Linked DNA regions of Mus musculus: regions 1 and 2 are each linked to region 3. The links are chromatin contacts, called in public promoter capture Hi-C maps. All regions are on one chromosome and are shown on one strand. Each heading gives the region's core, a stretch centred on a gene start, on an enhancer-like site or on the middle of the called end of the contact. The rest is flanking DNA. Distances are from core to core; before and after follow the strand shown.

The links. Promoter capture Hi-C pulls out the DNA fragments that hold promoters and counts their contacts.
Region 1: a contact with region 3 is called in a promoter capture Hi-C map of pre-B cells, with 2.8 times the contacts expected there. The contact joins the promoter of Axdnd1 here to the promoter of 4930439D14Rik in region 3. A contact is called at or near these places in 2 of 39 promoter capture datasets (pre-B cells and stem cell-derived epiblast-like cells), 1 of 484 Hi-C or Micro-C datasets (CD4 T cells) and 1 of 9 other capture datasets (liver).
Region 2: a promoter capture Hi-C map of hippocampal neurons shows a contact between it and region 3, with 2.7 times the contacts expected there. The contact joins the enhancer-like site here to the promoter of 4930439D14Rik in region 3. A contact is called at or near these places in 3 of 39 promoter capture datasets (the 3T3-L1 cell line, hippocampal neurons and liver), 2 of 484 Hi-C or Micro-C datasets (the AML12 cell line and myocytes) and 1 of 9 other capture datasets (pancreatic islet).

Annotation. Positions count from the first base shown.
Region 1 is chr1:156,419,330-156,423,696 of GRCm38.p6, forward strand. Axdnd1 (axonemal dynein light chain domain containing 1) reads right to left here and starts at 1,586. Exons shown (of 26, transcript NM_001346967.1): 1 at 1,517-1,586; 2 at 1,006-1,201; 3 at 1-82. The coding sequence starts at 1,099.
Region 2 is chr1:157,533,556-157,538,499 of GRCm38.p6, forward strand. It overlaps Sec16b (SEC16 homolog B (S. cerevisiae)), which reads left to right. Exons shown (of 26, transcript NM_001159986.1): 6 at 1,074-1,218; 7 at 1,806-1,957; 8 at 2,297-2,358; 9 at 3,963-4,098; 10 at 4,558-4,788. Among named protein-coding and RNA genes, the nearest start is that of Sec16b, 9.9 kb to the left of the region's middle. Within about 2 kb of position 3,111, at least 24 of the 459 cell types and tissues checked have an H3K27ac peak or open chromatin away from gene starts, as enhancers often do. A contact at or near this core is called in hippocampal neurons, where this site is marked.
Region 3 is chr1:156,935,858-156,940,561 of GRCm38.p6, forward strand. 4930439D14Rik (a long non-coding RNA gene) reads left to right here and starts at 2,937. Exons shown (of 2, transcript XR_003948625.1): 1 at 2,937-3,201; 2 at 3,270-4,338. It overlaps Ralgps2 (Ral GEF with PH domain and SH3 binding motif 2), which reads right to left and starts at 3,769. Exons shown (of 19, transcript NM_001159967.1): 1 at 3,632-3,769.

The sequences.
Region 1 (4,367 bases), core at 336-2,835, 520 kb before region 3:
GGGATTCTGTAGTCATTCTGAAGGGGAGGAAGGGGTTTGAGGTGGTTCACCATGGATTTTTTCTCCTTTAGCTCAGGAAGCCCTAAGGAAGTATTAGGAAAGACAAACTTTTAATGGAGTGTTCCGGGGAGTTAAAGTTTCCCAGACTGCCTCAGCAGTATCCTGTGTTTCTAACAAGAAGGGTGCCTCTAGCAGAGGAGCCCAGCTACAAAGAATACTTAAAGCAGGAGTAGCTAGAAGGGTGGAGGGAAGAGTGGAAGGGGGATGTGAGAACATGCAGAGAGATACAAAGTAAAAGGCCTGGGTTACACAGAGTGAGTGTACAGCCAACCCAAGCCCCAACCCCTCCACTGCCCTGCAACATAAATAGTGAATAGGTAGCTAGCTCAGGATAGAGTGCTTGCTTAGTGTAAGTCCTTGAGTTGAATCCGTACCTCCTTGAGTTGATGATGGAACTGTAGCAAAATATAAATAAGAAACAACCCAAAAAGCTCTGTGACCTTAAGACTGGAGATAGCCTCAGTCTGATGAGCAAGAGTGAGACGGTGACTGCCTTGATTCTTATTCTGGTACAGGTTCTACATTTATCATTACGTCTTTTTACATTTTTCTTGAAACAGGGTCTCACTATGTAGCTCCCACTAGCCTGGAATTTACTATGTAGACCAGGCTGACCTCAAATTCACAGAGATCACCTGCCTCTGCCTTCCAAGACACAGCCCCAAGGATGGAAATCTTAAGGAATCTCAAAAAACATCTTGAATCTTATACAAATAGGCATATTGAACTAAGTTATGTTTTTCTTATCCACATAACTATGTTTTTAAAGCTCCCTTGAAGTCAGAGAAGAAGCAACCAAACTTCATATAGCTATTAGTATTTAAATGAAGATGAAACAGTATTCTGACTTGGTGAGTGTTCAGGCTGGCTAAGGAGAAAGGGAGAACGGATTGCAAATTCTTTCAGTAGCCCTAATGGTTCTGTCCACGGCATCCTTAAGTTTACCTTTTGCCTCCTTGACTACATAGAGTTTTGCCTGTTTGGACTCAGATGTTGATGGGGAGGTCAGCGAAGTGTCCGACACTTTGTGGAGAGACATAATAATCAATGCCTGGGATCACTCTCAGAACTATTAATCCTCCAAAAAATTAATTCAAAAACAAATCAAAATCGTGTTCAGACTTTCAAGCTGTCCATAATTCTGTAGGCAAAACAAAGCAAATGAACAGAGAGATCTCTTGAGTGTTTGTGTTCAGACTGAATTTCAGAATTCATCTGGCGTGGTTTCCTTTCTTTGGGGAGCCCTCTAAGATAACTTGACATGACAGAGATGGGGTATGGGTGGGTCAGAGTCAGGGCCCAGCCCGGGAAAGTCAGGCTCCGCCTCCCTACAGACTGCGGGCGGGTCAGCGCGACCCAGCTCCGCGGGCGCGAGTGGGGCGGGGCTCCCACGGTTCTTTCAGCAAAGTCCTAGGACTGCACTGTAGGAGTGCACGACACCGGCCGCTGTACCCACAAGTTGTGTTTGCCGCCTGGCGTCGGAAGGCCATCCCTTTTCCGGAACGCCCTGCGTCGTCATAGCAACGCAGCACATTTCTGCCCCCCCCCCCACGCTCCCCGCTCCCCCCCCGTCCTAGCAACTTGCGGGCCGAGCCGCCTCCGGCAGAGCCGTCAAAAGAAAAGAGATGAAAAGGAGTCTCTACACTCTCTAGAAGTTTCCGTGTGTTTTTAGTCATGGGTAGTAGCAATAAGGAAGAATATTGAATCGGGTTGTTGTCTCGGAATGGGATAGGCTCTCGAAACCGCGCTTCCGGGTGCAGACTGCGCAAGCGCAGACCTGCGCCGGTAGAGACTCCCCGGGCCCTGCCCTTGCAGAGAGGGTGATGTAGCAATGAGACCTTCTGCTCTTGAATCTGTTCAGGGCTAGCATAATCTATGAGTTCTGAATCCGCCAGGGAAACTTAGTGACAACCTTGTCTCAAAAAGAGAGGAGGAGGAGTAAACTAGCAAACAGCCTAGTTCTGTTGTTCAAGTCACTTCTATGCACTCAGTTCGTGTTCGTAAGTGCGGTTCATCTTAGTGTCAGGTAGCTTTCTATGCCAACAGTAGCTGAAGGAGAAGACAAATACCTGAGCAGGACTTTCTCACCTAGGCTAATGGAGGTTACAAAGAAAGAAATGGGCCCCAATTTGCATTTGCAGTAGCATCGGCTCTCTAGCATTCTCTCTAAAGAATCTACTGATTGTAGGAGCAAGCACATCATGATCAGTAGTTGGCAACAATCTTCCCATTGACGCGCCTATGGAAACGAGCACAGAGTAACTCTGCTCACCCTGCATGACCTAACTGTTGCCACCCATTCCTGCAGTGCAAGGGAGATGGGAGAAATCTCTTCAGAGATTGTGTCCATTTATTGAATCAAATGGCTATTCATTGTCGTGCAGGGGCAAAGGACAGCATGGTGGGGGGGTGGGGGGGGGTGTCGGTTTATGAAGGTTTAGGGTCCACTTGGACTCAAGTTAACCAAGACTGTGCATCTGGCTTGTGACGTTGATAAAACAGTTTGTAGATTGAACAAGAGAAAGCTCTTGTGGGTGTGCCACACTCACGGTTGGCATGACTGCTCACTTTGATTTTATACTTTTAATTCTTTTAGGTTATGTATATGTGCTTATTGTGTGTGAGGGAAGATGCCCCAGAGAAGAGGGAATCAGACCCCCTGGAGTTACAGGTGGTTGTGAGCCACCTGACATGGGTTCTAGGAACCAAATTCAGGTTATCTGCAAGAGCAGTCTGCCCTCTTAGCTACTAAACCATCTCTCCAGCCCCCAAATGTTGGTTTTAAATAATGCTGTTAGAATTGCAGGCTTGAGTTTCATTTTTAATGACAACAAAATCATTAAATGGTGGAATGTGGTGGATGGAACACACTTTGTAACCCCGGCACTGGAGAGATGGAGGCAGGAGGATCAGGAGTTCAAGCCTATCTTTGGCTACATAATGAATTTTAGACCAGCCTGGGCTACATGAGAAAGGAAAAAAAAATCTTAAATTTTAATTGAGATCAGCATATTTGTGCAAAGCTGTGTTCTCAGCATCGGTGTTTATATCAATTTAAAAACAAAACTTTGTACTGGAGAGATGGTTCAGCAGTTAAGAGCACTGATTGCTTTTCCAGAGGTCCTGAGTTCAGTTCCCAGCAACCACATGGTGGCTCACAACCATCTGTAATAGAATTTGATGCCCTCTTCTGGTGTGTCTGAAGACAGTGACAGTGCACTTATTTATATAATAAAATAAATAAATCTTAAAAACAAACAAACAAACTTTGAAGATGCTCTACATCCTGCACTATTAACATTCAGTCAGGATCTAGAAACCCAATGTAAAAATAAAATCGGCTAAGCATGGTAGTACATTCCTTAAGTCCCAGCCCTCGGGAGGTAGGGGTGGATCTTTGCGAGTTCCAGGCCACACATAAAACAAAACAAAACAACAACAACAACAACAAAAAACAAACAAACACTCCAGAGAAAAGGAGCCATGAGCGGAAAAGCTTAGGCATTCTGCTACAGAGCCCGACAGCTATGGAAACTCTCTGAGCTTTGAAATGTCTGATGAGGAGTCACTGTGCAAGCAGGGAGCGCTCACTCAGTATGTGGGAGGGAACAGGGACCTTCAACAACCGCTCCAGGGCCTTTCGAAAGTCACTTTCAATACTGTGGAGCAAGCTGATGCAGCTGTGAATGCAAGGCCACACAGGAAGAGTGGTGGGACCAAATAAAACTATCCAGAGGAATTTCTCAAAGACCAGGTGCACCCAGAACTGAAATAAAGATCTCTGTGGGTGGCATTAAGGGCTCCAAGGAACAGTTTCATATTGTTTTGCACAGCATGAAAGATTTTGAAGCAATTGACATCACGGTTGGCCAGGACAGTGAGAAGGGGTTTTGTTTTCATATCCTCCACTGAGCATGATATCCTAGATAAGATTATCATTCAGAATCAGACTGAATGGCTAGGAAATGAAGATAGCTCTGTCAGAGCAAGGGATAGATAGCCAGTGCTTCCTCTAGCCAAGGTGGTTCCAATGAGGTAGTTTGTGGTAATTTTGCCCGTGGCCATTTTGGTGGCAGCAGTGGTGGCCATCTCTCTTTCGAAAACTTGCTAATGATAGTGGTTGTGGAGGATGCGGCCTTGGTTATTCTGGAGGGATATATATGCTCAGCAGAGGTGTTGGTCATGGGCAGGGCTATGGAAAGCCAGGCAGCAGCTCTGTGGGAACGGCAGCTGTACAAGCCGCACAATGGAGGAGGCAGCACCTGGTAGCGGTGGTGGGAGCAGCAGTGACCTTTACATTGGCAATG
Region 2 (4,944 bases), core at 1,861-4,360, 600 kb after region 3:
TGTACCATCTAGGTCACAGAATAGAGCTCTTTAATAGCATTGATATAAATGTTTTATTATGAGATAATTTTAGACTTATAGATAAGTTGCAAAAAATATTGTAGAGACAGGCTCTTAATTTTTGGCAGGCTTGAGTTAGTTTTTTTCTCCCTGATTAGATTTGTGTGATTATTATTATTATTATTTTTGTAGTTAGTTTTTCTGTATCTATTACTTAATAATATAGCTCATAGGTTATGGTGAGTGATACTAAGACCCCAATGTATAAATAGCACTTTACAGTGTACAAAAGCCTTTGAATGTCCTGTTTTATTTTATTTTTATTTTAGTCAATTAATTATTTAATGTATATGGGTACACTGTAGCTGAACAGATGGTTGTGAGCCTTTATGTGGTTGTTGGGAATTGAATTTTTAGGACCTCTGCTCGCTCTGGTCAACCCCACTTGCTTAGTCCCTGCTTGCTCCGACCCAAAGATTTATTTATTATTATACATAAGTACATTATACGGTCTTCAGACTCCCCAGAAGAGAACATCAGGTCTCATTACAGGTGGTTGTGAGCCACCATGTGGTTGCTGAGATTTGAACTCAGGACCTTCAGAGGAGCAGTCAGTGCTTTTACCTGCTGAGTCATCTCACCAGCCCGAATGTCCTGTTTTATTCATCTCTCCTGCAATGTGAAAATTTTGCATACATGTCTGCAGGAAATTTACATTATCCAAAGTGTACATGTGTTCATAAAATAGCTAAAGCATTAATAAATAATGTGTATAGGACTTCAAATTTATATTGCAGATAAAGGAATAGGATTAGGAAAGTCCAAGTCACCTGTTAAGGTCATAGCAGAGGATGACAGAAATAGAAGTTGAAATTTGAATTCTAGGTCCCTCGAGTCCACTGGTCTGTGCTCCACAGGATGCTTCCTTCTTCTCATGAATCCACAGTCGCTGTGCTTAGTAGGAAGTCTGAGCTTTGTTTCTTTGAAGGAACCCTCGGAAGTGGAAGGACAAGCTCTCTGGAACTCCTTCCTACATAACTTTATTATTTTTTTCTTTTTCCCTCCCCCTTCAGCCATTGCTGACCAGCAAATCCAGCCTTCTCCAGCAGCACGAGTCTGGGCTCAGCTCTAGTAGCTACGAGCTCAGTCAGTACATGACAGCTGCCCCCGAGGAGTATGAACCTATGGTGTCAGCAGCTTGGAGGCCTATTCAGGCTGGTGGGTACCAAGAGGCCACAGGAACCGGTTAATTCTGATCAGGAAAGGTTGGGTCATGGGGGAAGTCACCCTTCTGTGTTACCAGGAATGGGTCTACATTTGCCTTGCTGGTTTAAGCATGTCTCCCAGGCAGAGAGGCCAACTTTGGATCTTTTTCCTGCCTTGTCTTCAGTAATGGAATGTGCATCATAGGTTGCTCTTGGAAGGGAACACTGCTCCCAGTCATTGTTAGGTTGGGCCAGGAGGCGCTCTGGAGTGCTTTCAGGCAACATGTGAGAACAAGGGGACCTGGGAGGACTGGGTGAAGTGAGGGGAGGTATGAACGCTAGTCTGGAGGCTTGGCTGCAGAGGCTGCTTGTCCTCTGACCGTGGCTGAGAATCCGAGATGAGTGCGTTATCATTTGGACCATTTGCACTATAATCTGACGTATTCTTAGAGGGTTAAGTCAGACTAGAGCATGACTTTTTCTAACCAAGTATCTCACCTAGCATCTCATCCTGGCCCAGGTAGAATGGGAACAGTAGTGTATCAACTAAAAAGCACTGAAAATAAACCTAACGATGTCCACCATGTGTCTGTTGGCCAGATGACACCTCAGCGACAGTTCCAAAGGCACCTATGAGGTTCTATGTTCCCCATGTGTCTGTGAGCTTTGGGCCAGGAGGCCAGCTAGTGTGTGTCCCCCCCAACTCTCCTGCTGATGGACAAACGGCCCTCGTTGAAGTGCACAGCATGGAGGTAATCATTATCTTGGGTTCCAGGGATGCAAGTACTCGGCTCAATTCAATGGCTCGCTCAGGCTCTCACTTTGCTTGAGGCCGGGCATCTCCAGGAGGGGGAACTGAGTCACATGTGCCTTAGATTGTGAGCAAGAATGGGTGGGCTTTTCTCTAAAAGAAGTGATGCTAGATTTACATTTTCCCTGAGATGCTAGTGACTCATCTTTCAACAAGTATAACTGTCTCCACAAGGCATTGAGCCACACCACAAGACCATAGCCCTGGATATGAGACTGGATTCAGCTGGTGGGGACTGGCTGGAAGAATCTTGGTGACCTAATTTTATTTTCTACTCCAGGTTTTACTTAATGATTTTGAGGATCAGGAGGAGATGAGAGCTTTCCCAGGGCCCCTTATTAGGTAAAGTACTGTAAGTGTTGTTAAGGGTGTGTGTGTGTGTGTGTGTGTGTGTGTGTGTGTGATATGCACACATGTGTGAAGGCGTACACATGCATACATATGTGGAAGCCAGAGGAAGACATCTGTTGTTTTCTTCTTTCTCTCCCTCATCTTCTTTTGTTCTCTTAGTTTTTGAGAGAGGATCTCTCACTGAACCTGAAGCTTGCCATTTTGGCTAAGCTGTCTGACCACTGAGCTCCCAGTATATGCCTGTCTCTGTCCCCCAAACTCTGGCATTACAGGAACACATTGTCCATGCCTGGCTTTTATGGGGGTGTTTGGAATTTGATCTCATGTTCTCTTGCTTTCAGAGCAACTTCTCTGACCCCACTAAGTTATGTCACCAACTCCTAAATAAAGGCTTTTGAAAGCTGAGGACTCTTCCTGGCCAGGTCTTGGTTGTCAGGGAAGAAAATGTCTATTTTATTTGAACCAGATTTTTCTATGCCAGTAGGTAGAAAAAGAGATGACCTGAGTGATTTTAGCAAGCTGTTTCATATTTGAAGAGGAGAAAGAGAAGTAAGCTTAACAAGTTAGACCTTTAAAAACAGTTCCATTTCATAGAGGTTAGCTGGTAGGAAGCTTCAGTGTTCCAAGGACTTGATAGAGATTAGTGGGGAAATGGAGCACGGCCTGGAGAAACGTTCTTAAAACGGCTTTTTCTTGAGCTGATTTTTCCAGCTCCCTGCCATTGTGAACGTCTGCCCTCTGCAGGAATAAAGTAGAACTGCTGTAGCATTTTCAGCCACATTTCATCGGGTTTTAGCTGTGATGAGTCCTGGGTGGGTGGGTGTCAGAGGACCAGCATGCCAGGTAGCCTACTAAGTACTGGCTTATCAGCCATCTTTAAGTTTTTCCCTTGAGAAATGATATAGCACTCACTCTGCCTACTCCAAAGGCCGTGAAACTCTATTCATATGAAGGCCAGTGAATGTCGCTACTTCTTTGTACATGTAATCTGAAGCTAGCTCACAAGCACACGCTCACACATGTATGTGGGTACAAATGTAGAGGTCAGAGGAAAATCTCAAGGGTCATTCCTTAAGTACCTAACCCTTTTCCCCCTATGTCTTACAGGTTTGCAAAAAACTAAGTTGTGTATTAAATAGTATGAATGTTCTTGAACATTTAACAAGCACTTACTTGATGGATGCCATACAGTTTGCTTACCCCCTTTTTTAATGCAGGCAGTTGTTTTTAAAGTCCCGTCCTAAGTTAAGGATGGCACTGAGGCTCAGAGCAAGTGAGATGTTTACATAATCCAGACATGGACCCAGTCTTGTCTGACTTGAAACAGAACCCTTCTGAGAAGTCATTTAAGGTCTTTGGGTTTACTCTCCTCATTTAAAAGATGGAAGGATGCACAAGAGAATCTCTGAAACTCCTCCCTGTTCTACAGGAAAAAAACCCCCAAAACCCCAAAAAACCAAAAAACAAACGATCTTGCGATTCCAGACTTCCAGTCCTGGGCTCTCACCCTTCTGCCATGTTAGCGAGTTCATTGTACAGAGTCTGTACAGGGAGAGTCAGTCTGCTCAGGCCTTGCTTCCTGAATCGTCCCACAGGGAGGACATACACAAGGTGGATATCATGACGTTTTGTCAGCAGAAAGCAACGCAGTGTCTCAAATCTGAGACACCAGGGAGCAGAGACTCAGCTCTACTTTGGCAACTGCTGGTTCTCCTTTGTCGACAGAATGGGGTAAGTCACTGCTTTGATATAGGGGGCAGATGGAAGCTGGGCTGAAGTTGTTGTCTTTGTGGGAGTTGGTATATAGCACAGTTAGAAAAAGCAGTCTTTATGTAGCACTGTTGCCCAGAGGGAGAGTGTAGCTCCGGTTCTAACACTGGTGTGCCAATGCTAACCTTTTCCTGGAGAGTGCCCCCTGCTGGCTGGGGTTTGTTGTACAATCCCTGGATTACTGCACCAGCCAGTGGAATTGTGAGTGGTTCCAATAAGCACTGTGGCTGCGGACAGGCAGAGAGTAACCACGATAGTGAAGCTGATGTTTGAAATTCAACCATTCATAAAAGATCTCCAGTGTATTTGCACGACTGCCTCAGGAACAAGTCAGAGACCCTGCTGTCTTCCTTCTTCAGCCTGGGCCCAACCTGGGGACTGGTTGGAGCATCCCCCAGGATGACTCTCTTTATCCTGCAGTCCATGGTGGGATCTGACATTGCTGAGCTGCTGATGCAGGACTGCAAGAAGCTGGAGAAGTACAAGAGGCAGCCCCCTGTAGCCAACCTCATCAACCTGACTGACGAGGACTGGCCGGTACTGAGCTCTGGGACTCGTGATCTCCTCACTGGGGAGATTCCCCCCAATGTGGATACGCCAGCGCAGATCGTGGAGAAATTCACCAAGCTGCTCTACTACGGAAGGAAGAAGGTGAGAGAGCCTTTCCCTCAGACTTCCTTCAGATGGGCGTGGACCACCATCCCTCACCCAGTCTCCCGCTCCTCCAATGATTTGGCCAGAATATACTTCTTTTAGATCATGTGAAAAGATCAGAAAGTTAAAGCAAGAATAATAAAAATACATAGG
Region 3 (4,704 bases), core at 1,687-4,186:
CTGGTGTGTCTAAGAGAATAACAGTGTACTTATATAAATAAATTTTATATATATATATATATATATATATATATATATATACACATACATACATACATACACACACACACACACACACACACATATATATATATATATATATATATATATATATATATATAAATCTAAAGTTGAAAAATAAAACTGCAGAACCATGCACTTGTGCCAGAAGAAAGAAGACAGACACAAGGTACGGCAAGAAGCAGCCGGAGTACCAAGAACTGCTGCTCTGTAAGCAGGACCTGGGAAGGAGACCATGAAGACATGAGGCAAGGGACCAAAGCTTTTACCAAAAGTCTTACAGGGTAACTTTTAACTGTATAAGTTCAAGTAGCAACGTTTAAAAGAAGAACAAAGTAGTCATATCATTTAATGTCAATTATTTTACTCTCTGGTCATAATCTCTGACCAATAACTGGACATTGTTTCAAGTGTGAGGTACTTTTCTAAGAAGGGAGGAGGGGGCAGGGAAAGGGGAGAAGGAAGAGGGAGGAGGGCAGAGGAGGTTGATGAATAAAACCCATCTGGAATATTTAGAATGAGGTCGTGAATAAAACTTGAGAACCAAAGAAAATAAAACTATAAAGCATGAAAGAGTACAGATTAATTTAAAAATACTGAAGTTTTATCATATCCAATCTTCATTCTCTCATTAACAAGGAACTAATGGGAATTTAAAACACACTTAAGGAAGTAATTAAGGAGTAATGCCATAAACTCACTTTTTTCCACGGGACCTATTTCAAGCTATCTGAATTATGTTTTCATTGAATACTAGATAACTATAAAAAGTGTGAAGTGCAGACAAAAGTAACTATCTCAAAAGCAAACATTAAACAAAAGCTAATATTCAAAACACAGGATCCATTTTAATGTATTTTATTCTCAAAAGCTTGTATGTGTTCGTTTTCCATATCAAAGGAAAGCAGAGCTTTAGAGAAAAGGAAGGCAATTTCAAATAATAGATTAGCGGTTAAAAACTCCTTAGAAACTTCTGGAAGCTAGCAGTACACTAAGTCCCCAGCTGTGCATTTTCCCAAAGTCTCCACTCCAGAGACCGGGGGAGTGGGGGGGGGGGGGGGACAGGATGGGACTGGGCACATCACACTCTAGAAACAACAGTCTAGGCCTGGGATCCCTGTATGATTACTGATAGCTGGCCTCCCACTCTGAAGTGGAGAGACTAATGCCTGCGTAGGGTAAATACTTTTAAAGCTCTGAAATCTACAAAGATCTACACCAATGCATGTCACCATGATTATTAATCAGAGCATAAACTAATCTCTTCTCATCAGCCCCTTGGAATCCAGTAAGATTTTTCTTTAACAGACGGGTAGAATGCCATTTCCCTGGGGGGATGTCGGCTTACTTCTCCTGAAGACTCTTACAAACAAGTAAATACCAAGACAAGAATATCAGCACACATTTCATTTAAGTATATAAACCAACAGATTAATTGTCTAGCCACATATAAACCACACACCCTCTGACTCCAGGTAGAGTAATATTTAGATATGTTTGGAAGCCGGATACCTAGTGTGTATAAACACAAGCACAGTTTAAGACAACTGTCTTGATGCTTTTATTCACTAACAGTTCCTTCTATCCTCAGAAGGAAAAATGCAAGCAGTATCCTAACTCAAAAGGCATCCTGAGTTTTCACTTCTACACTAACAGAGCTGCCCACTGATGACTTTATCTCCATCACAGCACGTGTGCGTTTGTGCGCTGCAGCATCCCCTCCACACCCATCAGGACACAGCGGGACGCGGAGATACTCTGTGTGTTTAGAAGAATTGACCCTCTGGACAAGAGCTTAAAAGGAGCTTTTGATCCCAACTCCTCATAGGCAGAGTCAGGCAGATCTCAGCCAGTTAGAAGCCAGCCTGGTCTATGTAGTGAATTCCACCGACAGCTAGAGCTACATAGTGAGGCTCTGCCTCAAAAAAAAAAAAAAAAAAAAAAAAGTTTCAAGTTGCAATCAAATTATTATTACCAACAAAGCCATCTTTCACCAAAGGCAACCACTGCCCCAATTTTAATTGTAAGCTCGTTTTTAAAATGCACACAAATTGCATTCATTACTCACACATGTCTGGTTCATAGCTATCTTTTAAATTTTATTTTCTCTCAGAATTTTTGGGTGTATCCTCCCTGATACTGTAATATCAAAAAGTATACTAGGATCTTGACACACAAGCAGATCTTTCAACTTCTGCTGCAATCTGGTGAATAAAAGATAGAGAACAGTATTTGCAGAAAAAGTCAAATTCCTGAAATCAATGCATGGTGAGATAGAATGGACTGGGTTTTACTATTTTAAAATTACTATGCCAGAATTTAAGCTCAAATAACTATACTTAAACCATTCATGGGAACTCTAATAGACACATTTAATATATACATGTGGCTAAGACAAGCAATTTTCCACATTTTTGAAGCTTCATGACTACACACATTCAGTAGAGGTTATTATTATTAAAATAATACTGTTTGGTTACAAATCCCACTCCTGCAGTAACAGTATTACACTTACTACATTTATGATGCTACAGCCCGAACAATCATATCTGGGTGGGACAGGCTTTTACAGTTTGCAAGTTAACGAACTGTGGCACTGCGGTACTCTCTCATGCAAGGAATGAAAAGTTCCACAAAATTCGAATGGTCATCTTCAAAGACACACGACCTCGAGTACACCGGATGGTAAACATTACATAAACAACGCCAAAGTCAACTCATAAACAAACACCAACACCGAAACAAAGCTCTATAGCTACTTCAGCGTACTAAGACGGGGTGTGGGGGTGGGGAGGGGATGCAGAGCACCTACGAGGAAAGGCTCAATTAACTGCCGCCCGTGCTTTCATCCTCCGATCTTAAACAAAAGACGCTGGATGCTTTCGGTGGAGAGCGCTTTCTGCAGAGGGATTTGGGGTTGCAAACGCCCCTCCTCCACGGCCACCAACAGGCCCCTTTCTTCCTCCTCCCTCACCCCTCCCAGCTCAAACAAATTAACATTCGCACTAAGGTACCTCCTATCAGCTCGCAGCTTCTTCCCAAACACGCCCACGCACCCTGAAACCCGCCTGCGTCTACACCGCACACGGCGGCAGGAAAAGCGCTTCGAGGGGGGCGGGGAGCCGCGGCGGCAGCGCACAGGTCCGGGCTCCCTTCCAGGTCAGCTCCCCATCGCCTCCCCGAGCCCGGTGTTTACGAGCCCGCCTAAGCCCACACAGCAAAGGAATCCCAGGCGCTGCGGGCAGCTAGCGCGGCGGTGCGGGACCCCCCTCCGTGTCCGCACGCGGCCTCCGCCGCCGCGGCGCCGCTCACCCCGCGCTCCGCGGGCGGTTCGGCCCCGCAACAGGTCACCCGCCTCGGCTCGGTGACGGGGGTGCAGGCGCCCCGGCCGAGAGGGGGTGTGGCTGGCGCGGCGGGGCCCGGCCCCGGCTCACCTGAGAGGCTGAGGCGACGCCGGGGCCTCCGCCACCGCGGGACCGCGAGCGACCCGCAGCCCGCCCTCCCGCGCCGCGCACCGCGGCCGCCGCCGCCATTGCCCGCGCCTCCCCACACGCCCGCACGCCACGCCGACCTGTGCAGCCGCGGCCGTCGCCTCCGCTTCGCCCGCGGCTCCGAGGCAATCGCTCGCCCAACCGAGCAGTCGGCGTCTCTCATTCAGCGCCTGCCGCCGGCGCTCGGGGGAGGGGAGTGCGCTGGATCCACCCCGGCCGCGCAGGGGGCGCGCGCCGGGCGGGCGGGGCGGAGCGGCGCGCGCACCAACCGAGCGCGCTCGCGCGGCCGGGAACGCCGGGTCGCCGGGGTCTCGGCGCAGTCTGCGGGCGCCGGGCTATGCCCCCCGAGGCCAACTGCCGCCCCGTACCGGTGTCCGAGGCGCGTGCCCCAGCCGCAGGCGCAGCACCGGCCGCAAGGACGAGCCGCAGGGTTCAGGACGGACAGGTGGGGCCCCGCGGCTGCTCCCCGCACGGGTCTCGTTGGCGCCTGGGACGCGGGCGTTGCTCCCCGCTCGGGCCAGAGGACAAAAGTCTGGAAACGCTTGGCCCCCAGATCAAATACCCAGCCCGTGAGGGCGGCGTCCTTAGGAGTCGTGGCGGACAAGTGGAGGGGGACTGCAAATGTGAAGAGTCACCCCACAGCCGTGGGATCTTAAATGATGGAGTCTGCACTCTAGCACATCATCATGCCGGAAGTGTTGGGTCGGCCTCTAGGTGTTAAGCAGGGTGGCTGCCGGTGGTTTAAGGAGCAAATAACAATATTTGGGATCCCCTAGTCCCGGATTGATGAGTTTCAGGTGGACTGTATTTTCACGCCATTGCGGGAACGTGATTCTAAAAGGTGAAATTTTTCCTGTGAATGAAAGGGAATAGAAGGGTGTTGTTTCTTGGGGTGCACCTAGGTGGCCTACTTAAACTTAGCACCATTTGATGCAGTGTGACTTAGTGGAAGGTTTTCAGTGAGCCACCTTGGTGTAATCATTAGGTCATTCGGGAATAGATGCGATCCTTTTCTAGGCAATGTGCAGTGGAGGGTGGAGGGACAGTTCTATAGCAGCACTGAGTGTAGATTGTGAAGGGACCAAATTCGTTTTGATTTCCTTTTTCCCTATAATAACTAATCAAAACAGTGGATTCTTTTATGCAGAAGAAA